Regions from separate parts of the Hordeum vulgare genome. Here region 2 is linked to region 1. The links are chromatin contacts, called in public Hi-C maps. All regions are on one chromosome and are shown on one strand. The core of a region is the stretch at or near the end of the contact, and the rest is flanking DNA. Distances in the headings are between cores, read along the strand shown. Region 1 holds the start of LOC123402983 (putative E3 ubiquitin-protein ligase LIN-1). Region 2 holds the start of LOC123402658 (testis-expressed protein 2-like).

Region 1 (5,186 bases), core at 1,985-4,484:
TCTTGGCTTCATTAAATAAAGCACCGCAGTTGCCTTCAGAAACAACCCGTTGCTTCTCAGAGCCAGAAGCCTCAAGAAAACCTCAAGCTGTGGGTCAGCGTTAAGAACGATCTGCCTATTGACCTCATTTCTCAAAACCAGCTCTCCCATTATCAAGATTGCTGACTCAAGTACTGCATCATCTTTGGAAGTGAATGTGACCTCGAGAAGCCCTTGAATAAAAGAGGGACATGACATCCAAGTTCCAAGATTAGGACCCCCTCCTAGATTTGAACATGCACTGGCGATTTCGTGCACGGCGTATTCGCACTGTGTAAGACTGTCTGAATTTGATACAGTGGAAACTGCTCGTTGTAGAGTCACTGCTACCTCACTGCAATCTAGCTCTTTCTCAACAGAGACATTTCTCTTCGGGACCTTAGGGTGATTAATAACATTCCTGCTTACATCTCCACGGCATGAGAGTAATCGGAGCGAGTAGGATTTGCGTGGAGTTGGTGCTGTTTCTGGAATAGTGCTTTCTTTCCGAATGCTGGATTGCTTTTCTTGTAGCCCAATGTTTCTCTGTCTACTCAAAACAGCATAAGTTAAATAACTTCAAACATCTACATTGCGGATTAAACAATTCAGCTTCTGTCAGAAACTAACGATACAATCTGGCATGCCTCAAACATCAGTGCCAAAACATCATGCATGCATTTTCAAATCTATCAAAATGGTTCCAACTTTTGACATGTTCGAAGTCTCAGTTCCATCATGTCAGTTTCAGGTCAGTCTTGGCTGACGTTTAAGTTTTAACTACTATGAGGGTGTAAAGATAAAAATATTCTAGGAACTAAAGTTTCTCAACAATAACTAGCCCAGATAAAGCATTTCTTTTCACCTTCCATATCTTCCAAAATTCTGAAAAAATACACATGAACATTGAGATGTATACTAAATTTCTGTGAAGTTTCATGATCAAATACGCTTTGGTGTGAGCTGTATAAAAAAATAAAATCATAGGCTTTTATAGTGAAAATAGTATACGTGGTAGAGAGACATCATTTTTTTTTGTGTGTGTAGCTTGAACCACAACGTATTCCATCATGAAAATTTACAGAGATGTATATACATCCCTAGGTTCATGTGTAGTTTTTTTTTTCAAAAGTTTTTGAACTTCAAAATACGGTTTTTGTAAAAAAAAAAAAAAACCAGGCTCCATGGAGCCCAGGATCCAAAAGCAAATTCCGGAAAGTTGGCCCCTTCTCTGCAGATATAATCCAGATTGTGAGTATATCTTGGATCACAATGGAACCATGGGGCTTTACAGAACTTCTCATTTGCAAGTAAGCAAAGTGTAATTTTACAGCTAAAGGAACGAAAACTTAAAACCTTGTTTGCTCGTTTAACTTTCGCAATACTAGGAAAAACTACAGCCTCGGCCTCTCAGTATTGGATACTAATAAAACTCAGGCACTCAGCCATAGCAACATGAAAGTTACATGAATGCGAGAAATACAGTCAACAATTAAGAGAGAAATAAAACAAGATGAGCACAAAGATGTACGAAAACTATTTACCAGACACCAATAACAATAACAATATTTTTGGAAGCACTATAGTACAGTTCACTCTGAATGAACTTTGCAATGTCAAATTAGAATTACCGTTATATCTATCTTTAGAAAAAATATGTACTGCAAATGCTATTGCAATGTTCTAACGTGCAACTAAAAACTCTGGGCTCTAGTTCAGCCTTGCACCTTAAATTGCTTGAAATGCAGCCAAAATTCTCTAGTCCCCACACCATAGAAAACAAATACGATACCCTGGGACACAGGCAGCTGTCTATCCAAATTATCAGGACAGCGATGAGTGATCATAACTTGTCCCTTGTCCAAGGCATACTGGTAGTCCTAATCAGAGACACACGCACAAACTTACACCGTGTGGCGTGTCGGCCTATCAGGCTAATCACCATATATAATGGCAAGAAAGGAACTGTTGACTCACATGAGCAAGCTTCTCCATCTTCAAGCTACCTGGATTTTCATCCAATTGCACATCCATATCCAAGACATATTCGGCCTCATCAGGCAGCTTCGCATCCTCCTGCTCAAACGAGATGCCAAAAACGGCATTGTACCTGTAAAAATCAGATGATCTCAAGGCATTCTTATACCAATTTTGGATGGTGCATTCTTATCCTAATTGACTCATATCAAACAGCAAACTGTCTATTGACGAGGTTCACGCACAGATTTCTGTTGATGGAGCTCGTGCGCAGTGACGACGAGTGCTTCTCCCACTTGTCGAAACTCCACGGCGTCGAAGGCAATGGCACGGAGGGGGTGGCGGGCGGGGCATCGCCGCCGTGTTTGAGCCACTCCTTGTAGTACATTGCGAACTGAGCAGTGCCGCTGTCCATTTGGTCGTCGTACAGCCTCTGCAGGGTCTTCATCCTCCTGCTGCTCCGGCCGTCGGCGTCGCCGCCGTCGCAGCCGGCGACGAGCTCGGACTCATTGGCGAGCCAGACCTCGAGATGGAGCAGATGGGGGAGGAAGACGTGGGCCCAGAGGTCCGGGAGGAGGGTTTTGCGGGCCAGGTGGGGCGCGTCGACGAACACCTGGAGGAGGTGGCGCGCCGCGAGGTGGGGGTCGCTCTCCATCTTGTACACGACGGCGAGGTAGAGCTGCGCGCACGCGGAGAGGTGGGAGCTGGGCACCCCGCGGGCGTCACCCTCGCCAGAGTCGGCGGGACCTGGCGGCGCGTGGAGCGCGGCGACGACGCCGAGGAGGCGGATGGAGTTGCGAAGCGAGCGGATCTTGGAGTCCCGCGGGGACGGGGAGGCGTCGGCGAGGCGCTCGATGCTCTCGATGGCCAGCTCGAGGTCGGCCAGCAGCACGGCGTGCTCCTTCGCTGCCGCCTCCCCCGCGGGCGCGAGGCAGGGTGCGCACTTCTCCCGGAGCGCCCGCCGGAACTCCGCGTCCTTGGAGAACCGCCCCGCGTACCCGGAAAGCATCGACACCACCGTGCCCACCGCGTCGTCGGCACCGTGCCTGCTCGACACCGTGCGGCACGGCGCGGCGGCGGGCTCGGGGAGCTCGGAGCACTCCCGCGCGAGCAGGTCGCGGAGGGAGGAAGAGGAGGACGGCGGCGGCGGCGGCATCGCGCTTCTTGCTCTTGGGGCGAGAGCTGGCTGGAACGGAACTAGAAGGCGCCGTGTGCAGTGCGGCCCTCTCCCCGAAGCATTTAGGGGGGAGAGAGGGTGGCAGTGGCACGGTTAAAAGCGCGGGGCCGCCGGTGGGTCAAGCCCCACGGGCAAGGGCACGGCCATGCATGCTCCCATGCAGCGCTGGCGCTGGCGTGGACGACGACAACGACAAGCGAAGCGTGCCCGTCGCTATGCGGCAGCAGAGACTGATCGAGAGCCCGAGAGCTGAACCAAATTAAACTCTGCTTAATTTGTACTCCTACACAGATTTATTAGTGGAGGAGCTGGAGCATTGTGTTTTAAAAAAAATTGCCGGCTTAGAGCATCTTTAAACCGACTCTTAAACCCTCCTCAAACGTTTGAACAGACCGTCCGATCATTATCTGGTCACAAAAATCAACTAACATAGATCTTTCAAAAAGGGCTCAAACACCTAGTCTGACTCGCACCCATTTTCAGCCCAAATATGGGACGGATATGGGAGCCCGGGCACGTCCATCACGTCGGACCGGATAGCCCGACTATACCTCAAATTGCACCAAATCCACCCCACAGAACTACCGGATCCAGTTTCTGTTTTCCTCTCTTCTTCCTCCGCGCGCTGCGTCGCCTAGTAGCCTTTGCCACCCTAGCCACTCGGTGAAAGGGATCATCTCTCCCGACCTCTTTGTGCACGACGTCGTCGCCGGCCCGGAAGACACCGTGGTATGTCTTGCAACTCTCTCGATGTGTCTTGCGCCGAATGTGTTTGACAGAATGTCTGACCGGATTTGTTGGTCAATTTTTTAGGAGAAACGATGGATTCCGATGCGGTTCGATTCATCGGATTCATCGGATTCAGACGAAGAAGTGGACATGATGATGCTCATGATCATGCAAAGGGAAATGGACCGGGAAGCGGAGTACATTCTCAATTTCAAGGGCTCAATCAAAGCGCGAAGAGTCATCAATTGGGGTAGGGTATCCCGAGCAAAGCTACTACACAAGGATTATTTTAATACGGATTCAACTTTCCCAGCTGATACATTTTTCGTCATCGTTTTCGCATGCGAAAACCATTGTTCTTACGCATTGTGGAGGCAGTGGAGGCACATGATGACTACTTCAAGCTCACAAAGGATTGTTGCGGTCAACTCTCTTTATGTGCCAAGCAGAAGTGCACGGCTGCTATGAGAATGCTTGCACTTGGTACTGCGGCTGATGTTGTTGGTGAGATGGTCGGGATGGAGGAGAGCACATGCGTGAAAACTAATGTCAGGTTTGCCCGTGCTGTGTTGGAGGTGTTGGAGCAGAGTATCTGAGAGAGCCAAATGCACAGGACATGGAGAAGTTGTTGGCAATTGGAGAGGCGAGAGGGTTTTCAGGAATGCTGAGATCAATCGATTGCATGCATTGGTAATGGAGAAAACTGCCCCAAAGCTTTGCGAGGAATGTACCAAGGTCACACAAAAGAGGTCACCATCATACTAGAGGCGGTGGGCGGTGGCATCACATGACTTATGGATTTGGCATGCTTTCTTTGGAATGTTAGGTTCTCACAACAACATCAACGTGCTTCAATGATCTCCGGTGTTCAGGAGGCTTTGCAATGGGGAATCACCTTCGAGCATGAGATTCTACAACATGGGATACTATCTTGCCGATGGGCTGCATTTGTGAAGACCATATTCGAACCACTTGGCAGAAAACAAAAGCACTTCGCAACAATGCAGGAATGAGCTAGGAAGGATGTGGAGAGGGCTTTTGGAGTGCTCCAAGCGCATTGGGGAATTGTTCGTGGGGCTTCAATGATGTGGGAACAAGAAACTTTGTGGCACGTGATGACATGTCGTGTTATTTTGCACAATATGATCGTCAAGGATGAGGGTGATAGTGTAGCCCAAACCAACGATTTTGAAATACCTAGAATATAAGTTGAAATCCGTGAAGATCAAGATGCAATGCAGCTTATGAATTTTCGTTTGGGAAACGTAGCATGGGAAACAAAAAA
Region 2 (5,578 bases), core at 1,602-4,101, 290 kb before region 1:
GTCATATGCATAAAAAACAAAATGGTCATTCTGAGAAATAATAAGCAATAGAAAGAAAATGTATGGAAAATTCAAACAAACCTGCCTCATCTTCATCTTCCACTACAGAAGCCAAAAGTTGCGAAGGTCCAAATTGGTTGCCATTAGTATTCGCTTCAGGAGTACTTCTCATTATGTCTTTTTTCAGCTCTGGTTCCTGAACCTCAAGTCTTGCTTCAACATTCAGTATAATTTCACTACAATATTCAAAATCAAATTCGAAAGCCCACATTTCATTCAGATCCCTTGGGACGACTCTCATCCTTCGCAAATATGGTGGAAGTTCTCCAAGATTGAAATCAGTAAGTGTAATTTCACCAATATAGGCAGCAGTTCTCATGTTTGACAATTTTCGCTGAATAACAGGAAAACTAGCCATTAGCAAATATGTTTGAAGGGTGAGTTTACTTATTTTAAATATAGGCATTATCTAACCTGAAGACGTGCTTTAATGGATTTACTTATATCGTCACTCATTTTAGCATCAAAAAACAACCGAGAGATCAGGAGGTTCCAACAAAGTGTGCCTTCATCGGTAAACTTTTCATCTACATTTGTATCAGGAGAATCTGAGAATCTGTTGCTGTGACTGAAATCAGAACTAGGCGTACTGGGTTGCTTTATGTCTAGTGATGATGGATTACTGCTTGACCTTTCTTCTTGTGCATCAATCAGTGCAGCACCATTGCAGCTGCATGTTTTTTGGAGCGTCTTTCTTTCTGCTTGTGCTGAGTTTGAGCTTGTTCTAGTGAACTGGGAAGCTTTTATAGATGCCTTCCTAGCCAACTTTTTAAGGAAAAGGCGTGCTTTTGACGACCCATCAGACTTTACTGACTTGTCCATAATTTCACGATCCTCAGCAGAAACAGTTGATTTCAGGAAACAAGGGTATCCAGCGTGCAAAGAGGATATGTAACTTCTGAACTCTTCGCTCAACCTGTTATGCAGTTTTAGTTTTTCCTTGTCTGTAGAAGATGCAAGACGAAGTGCTTTACACCATGATTCTTTCTCCCAAGAGGTGTCCACATAAAGATAGCATACCTTGCTCCGCTTGCAAATGTCAGATCCCTTGCTTTCTAGTTTTATCGGATACCTCTTAGACCTGAAAGCAAACGGATACATAAAAATGCTAGTTGCATTGAAACTAGAGTGCAGATGCAAACTGTATTGCAGCATCCACATTCAAATAGGCAAAAAAAATTAGGAAAATAAAGTCACTCTTAACTTGAAAACTAAAGCGTTCTTAGTCTTTAGCTGAATCCAAAACATAAGCACGCTTATCTAGCCTATCGTATCATATGCCAAGGCCATGATGTCGACAATACAAGTCATATTTAACAAGATACACACTCAACATAAATACGGTTTAATGCAAGGTGAAAATGTTGAAGATTAATGTACGGTAACAAATTGCATTTGCACAAACCATTTACGTGAAGGTAGGTTAGATGCAGAAACAGCAAGAACAGTGCAATCCAAAAGCTCAATGGTTATCTGAGAACCATCGGGACCTGTCAAGAAAAGCGAGTGGCCTTTCATTTTAGCCCTCATCCTTATCGGAGAAACCTCGACGATGTTCTTTTTATCCTTCATGCCTTTCTGAACCCCAGTTGGTGGTAAGCGGTTGCCGTTGCTAACTTTTGGCACCTTTCCTGGCTCTAACATCCAGAGAAAACCCTGCAACAAGTATGGCTGTCAGGTGAAATGATCCAAATTACGAGCATACCTTTCTCGAATCAACACCAGGCACAGCGTGTGAGAGTTTGGCCCTGTTTGGAACCATAATAGATTATGATAATCTGGATTATGAACATAGATTACATAATCTGGTTTATAAAAATAATCCAGGTGGGCATGTTTGGATGCCAGATTATATAAACTGTAAACCAGCTTTTAAATTGTACAATGACATGTTTGCCTTCTGTTTACAAGGAAATATAGGAAAGTGGCGGTGGCACTGCGTAATTCTCTTGAAGTTTACAAGGGTAACACGTCATTTGTAATCCATAATCTCATTTTAGCTGGGGTAGAGCAGATTATGAGATTATAATAATCTGGTCATCTAGTTTATAAAATCTACAATATAAACTGTCCTGTTTGAAAATACAATAAATTATAAAAACCAGATTATATAATCTGGGTGGTTCCAAACAGGGCCAATGTCCAATGGTGAGTACGGCTAGTTGATGGTCTAGTAGCACAATTAAAGAAAATGATGCAGGTTATTGCTTTCGAACAGAGCAGAGAGAAGGCGCAAATTCAGGAGAACAGATTGCTTCTCGAACCACCATCAGGAGTTCAGCCATAATAATTATTAGAGAAAGGCGGAAGAATCTGGGTATTCTGCATAAAGTAAACGAGCATTCCTGCAAGCTATTGACAGACCCCTCATTTGCTTGTCTTGCCTGCTCCAAAGGATTGCAATTGCGACGCAGGAAAACATGAGAGGGAAATTGGTAGAGACGGGAGAGTGGGAGGGACAATTTCAAGTTTATCGACCTGCTTCTCGGCGGGGAACGGCCGGTCGCCGGAGAGCTCGGCGGCGGCGGCCTCCGGAGGCGGAGGGCTTGGCCGGCGGCGGCGCAGGGAGCTGACGGCCCAGAGAATCGCCGCCCCCTCCGCGAGAGCGAGCGCGAGGAGGCCGAGGAGGAAGCCCGAGAGGAAGATCGCCACCGCCATGGGCGACGACGACGATGACGAGGGGACCTTCCCAGGCGAGGCAGCTCCGCAGCCCACAAGAGAACATAGGAAAGAAGAGGCGGAGAACAAGTCAGCATTGTCAAGGAGGGAGGACGGACGTGCATGGGGCCCGCCTGTCACGGTCCCTGTTGCTTTATGGCCTTTTTATGAAAGGAGGTTAAATGGTGAACGCCGAACGCGCTTTTCGCTTCACGGCACGGCGCACACAGCTGCACATAATGCCACGTGGAGACAAATGCAATCATACTTCATATTGGCATGTCCTGTTGGCAATCTCAAGCTTGATATTGACATATGCAATCATACCTCATAGACAAATGACTTTATTTATTTATTTATTTATCGCGCAGAAAAATACGAATAGATGAAGGAGGAACATGGGTAGGCACCTAGTACTCCGAACCCATCATTTTGAATATGGGTTGTGTGTCTCAAAGTTCATGCTATAATATTTAAAAAGATCGGGATAGTTGATATCTTGACCGAGATGTTATGTATGAGTCATGCGACTTGGCGTTTTGGCCTAGGTGTTTTACACCATGGTGAGATAATCATTCTTGTCATCTCCTTTATGTAGGTCGGTATCTAGTTCATAAGTTCGATGTCTCGGTATGTAGATCTACAAATATTTCTTTGGCATGTGGCTTTATTTTTTAGTTGCACTATACATGTTTTTAAGAGAAGATGAAGTCTCGGTGATGTGCAACTCAACATAAAGAATAAATTATTGTGGATGTTGCTCTTTTTGGGATACCCTCTTTCAATCATTTTAGGTTTTCAAACACATTCCAAAGTTGTGAAGTGTGTAAATGTACATGTGTATGATGTATGTCTATCTATTATGAGACCCAAAGATTTGTGCAAATGAATGGTGTAGTTCTAGTTTATTTGGATGTTGCTTTCATTTTCCTTGGCGATACTTCTTAAGAATTAAAAATATTGACCCGATTAAAAATAAATAAATGAAGGCCGCTGGAAAAACGGAAACCGTTTTTAGTAGGAAATTATTGCACGTGGTTGAATTATGAAACCACATCCGGCATATCGAGCATTCAAGGCTGTTCTAACGCAATAACCTCCTTTAGGGCGATACTTTGGAGGCGGTTTTGAAAACTCCTTTCGATGTGCCAAGTATTAGTGACACATGTTTGAGGAAGAACTCACAACCACCGATGGCAACCAAAACCTCCTCCAAAGTCTGATTTTGTGCTAGTGTTGATCTCATGAACTACTTGACACAACATGAATGCACACGACCAAACTATCACAAGAGAAAAAAAAGAACATTGACCAAATAGAACAACCAGAACAAACATCATCAACAACCATCAATGATGAAAACCTAGATGACATGATACGTGCTGCAACAACGACGCCTCCGAGAAGCAAACGATGCATCGATGTTGTCGTTGTTGTACCAAACATCGAAGTCAAATCATAAGTTCTCACCCCGGAGAGGAGGCCAAGCAAATTCTACAATGCCTTCAACAAAGGAACACCACATGAATGACATCATTGCTACGTTCAACCATAGGAGGATGGATCTAGAGTTTTCAAACGAGAACTCCAAACTCTGCACTCAAAGAGGACCACCTAGCCGACATCATCATGTGTGCCCACCACCTCCCGTGCGTATAGTAGAGTCCTGACATGAACTTGGCCAAACAATTAGAACCATGGTCACGCATCACATGTTTTCAACCGGCGCCCATGTAAGCCTGTCGTTGATACGTCTCCATCGTATCTACTTTTCCAAACTCTTTTGCCCTTGTTTTGGACTCTAATTTGCATGATTTGAATGTAACTAACCTGGACTGACGCTGTTTTCAGCAGAATTGCCTTGGTGTTATTTTTGTGCAGAAATCAAAGTTCTCCAAATATCCTAAAAATTTACGGGGAGCAGTTTTGGAAAATAAGAAAAATATCTGCGCCAAGTTCCACCTGAGGGGGTGGGCCAGTGGGCCACAAGCCCTGGCTCCGCCACCACCCCCCTGGTGGCGGTGGGCAGGCTTGTGGGGCCCACACGGCTCTACCGCCCCCAACCTTAGGTCTATAAGTTCACTTTCGTCCCAGAAAAAATAAAGAGAGAAGTTTTCATCGCGTTTTCGATACGGAGGCGCCGCCACCACCTGTTCTTCATCTGGAGGGCAGATCTGGAGTCCGTTTTGGTCTCCGGAGAGGGGAGATCGTCGCCATCGTCATCGTCAACCTTCTTCCCTCTCCAATTCCATGAAGCTCTTCGTCGTTCGTGAGTAATCTATTCGTAGGCTCGCTGGGCGGTGATGAGTAGGATGAGATCTATCATGTAATCGAGTTAGTTTTGATGGGGATTGATCCCTGGTATCCACTATGTTCTGAGATTGATGTTGCTACTACTTTGCCATGCTTAATGCTTGTCACTAGGGCCCGAGTGCCATGATTTCAGATCTGAAATTATTATGTTGTCACCAATATATGTGTGTTTTAGATCCGATCTTGCAAGTTGTAGTTACCTACTATGTGTTATGATCCGGCAACCCCGGAGTGACAATAACCAGAACCACTCCCGGTGATGACCATAGTTTGAGGAGTTCATGTGTTCACCAAGTGCTAATGCGTTGGTCCGGTTCTTTATTAAAAGGAGAACCTTAATATCCCGTAGTTTCCTTTTGGACCCTGCTGCCACGGGAGGGATGGACAATAGATGTCATGCAAGTTCTTTTCCCTAAGCACGTATGACGACACACGGAATGCATGCCTACATCACATTGACGAACGGGAGCTAGCCACATATCTCTCCGCGTTATAACTGTTGCATGATGAATATCATCCAAACAAATCACCGACCCATTGCCTACGA

The links. A called contact is a pair of places that touch in the nucleus more often than the background predicts.
Region 2: a Hi-C map of leaf shows a contact between it and region 1, with 6 times the contacts expected there. The contact joins the promoter of LOC123402658 here to the promoter of LOC123402983 in region 1. A contact is called at or near these places in 2 of 6 Hi-C or Micro-C datasets (leaf and seedling).

Annotation. Positions count from the first base shown.
Region 1 is chr6H:107,540,151-107,545,336 of MorexV3_pseudomolecules_assembly, reverse strand. LOC123402983 (putative E3 ubiquitin-protein ligase LIN-1) reads right to left here and starts at 3,234. Exons shown (of 7, transcript XM_045096956.1): 1 at 2,241-3,234; 2 at 1,996-2,128; 3 at 1-564. The coding sequence starts at 3,151.
Region 2 is chr6H:107,831,047-107,836,624 of MorexV3_pseudomolecules_assembly, reverse strand. It overlaps LOC123402658 (testis-expressed protein 2-like), which reads right to left and starts at 2,851. Exons shown (of 7, transcript XM_045096591.1): 1 at 2,539-2,851; 2 at 1,466-1,716; 3 at 475-1,141; 4 at 82-394. The coding sequence starts at 2,718.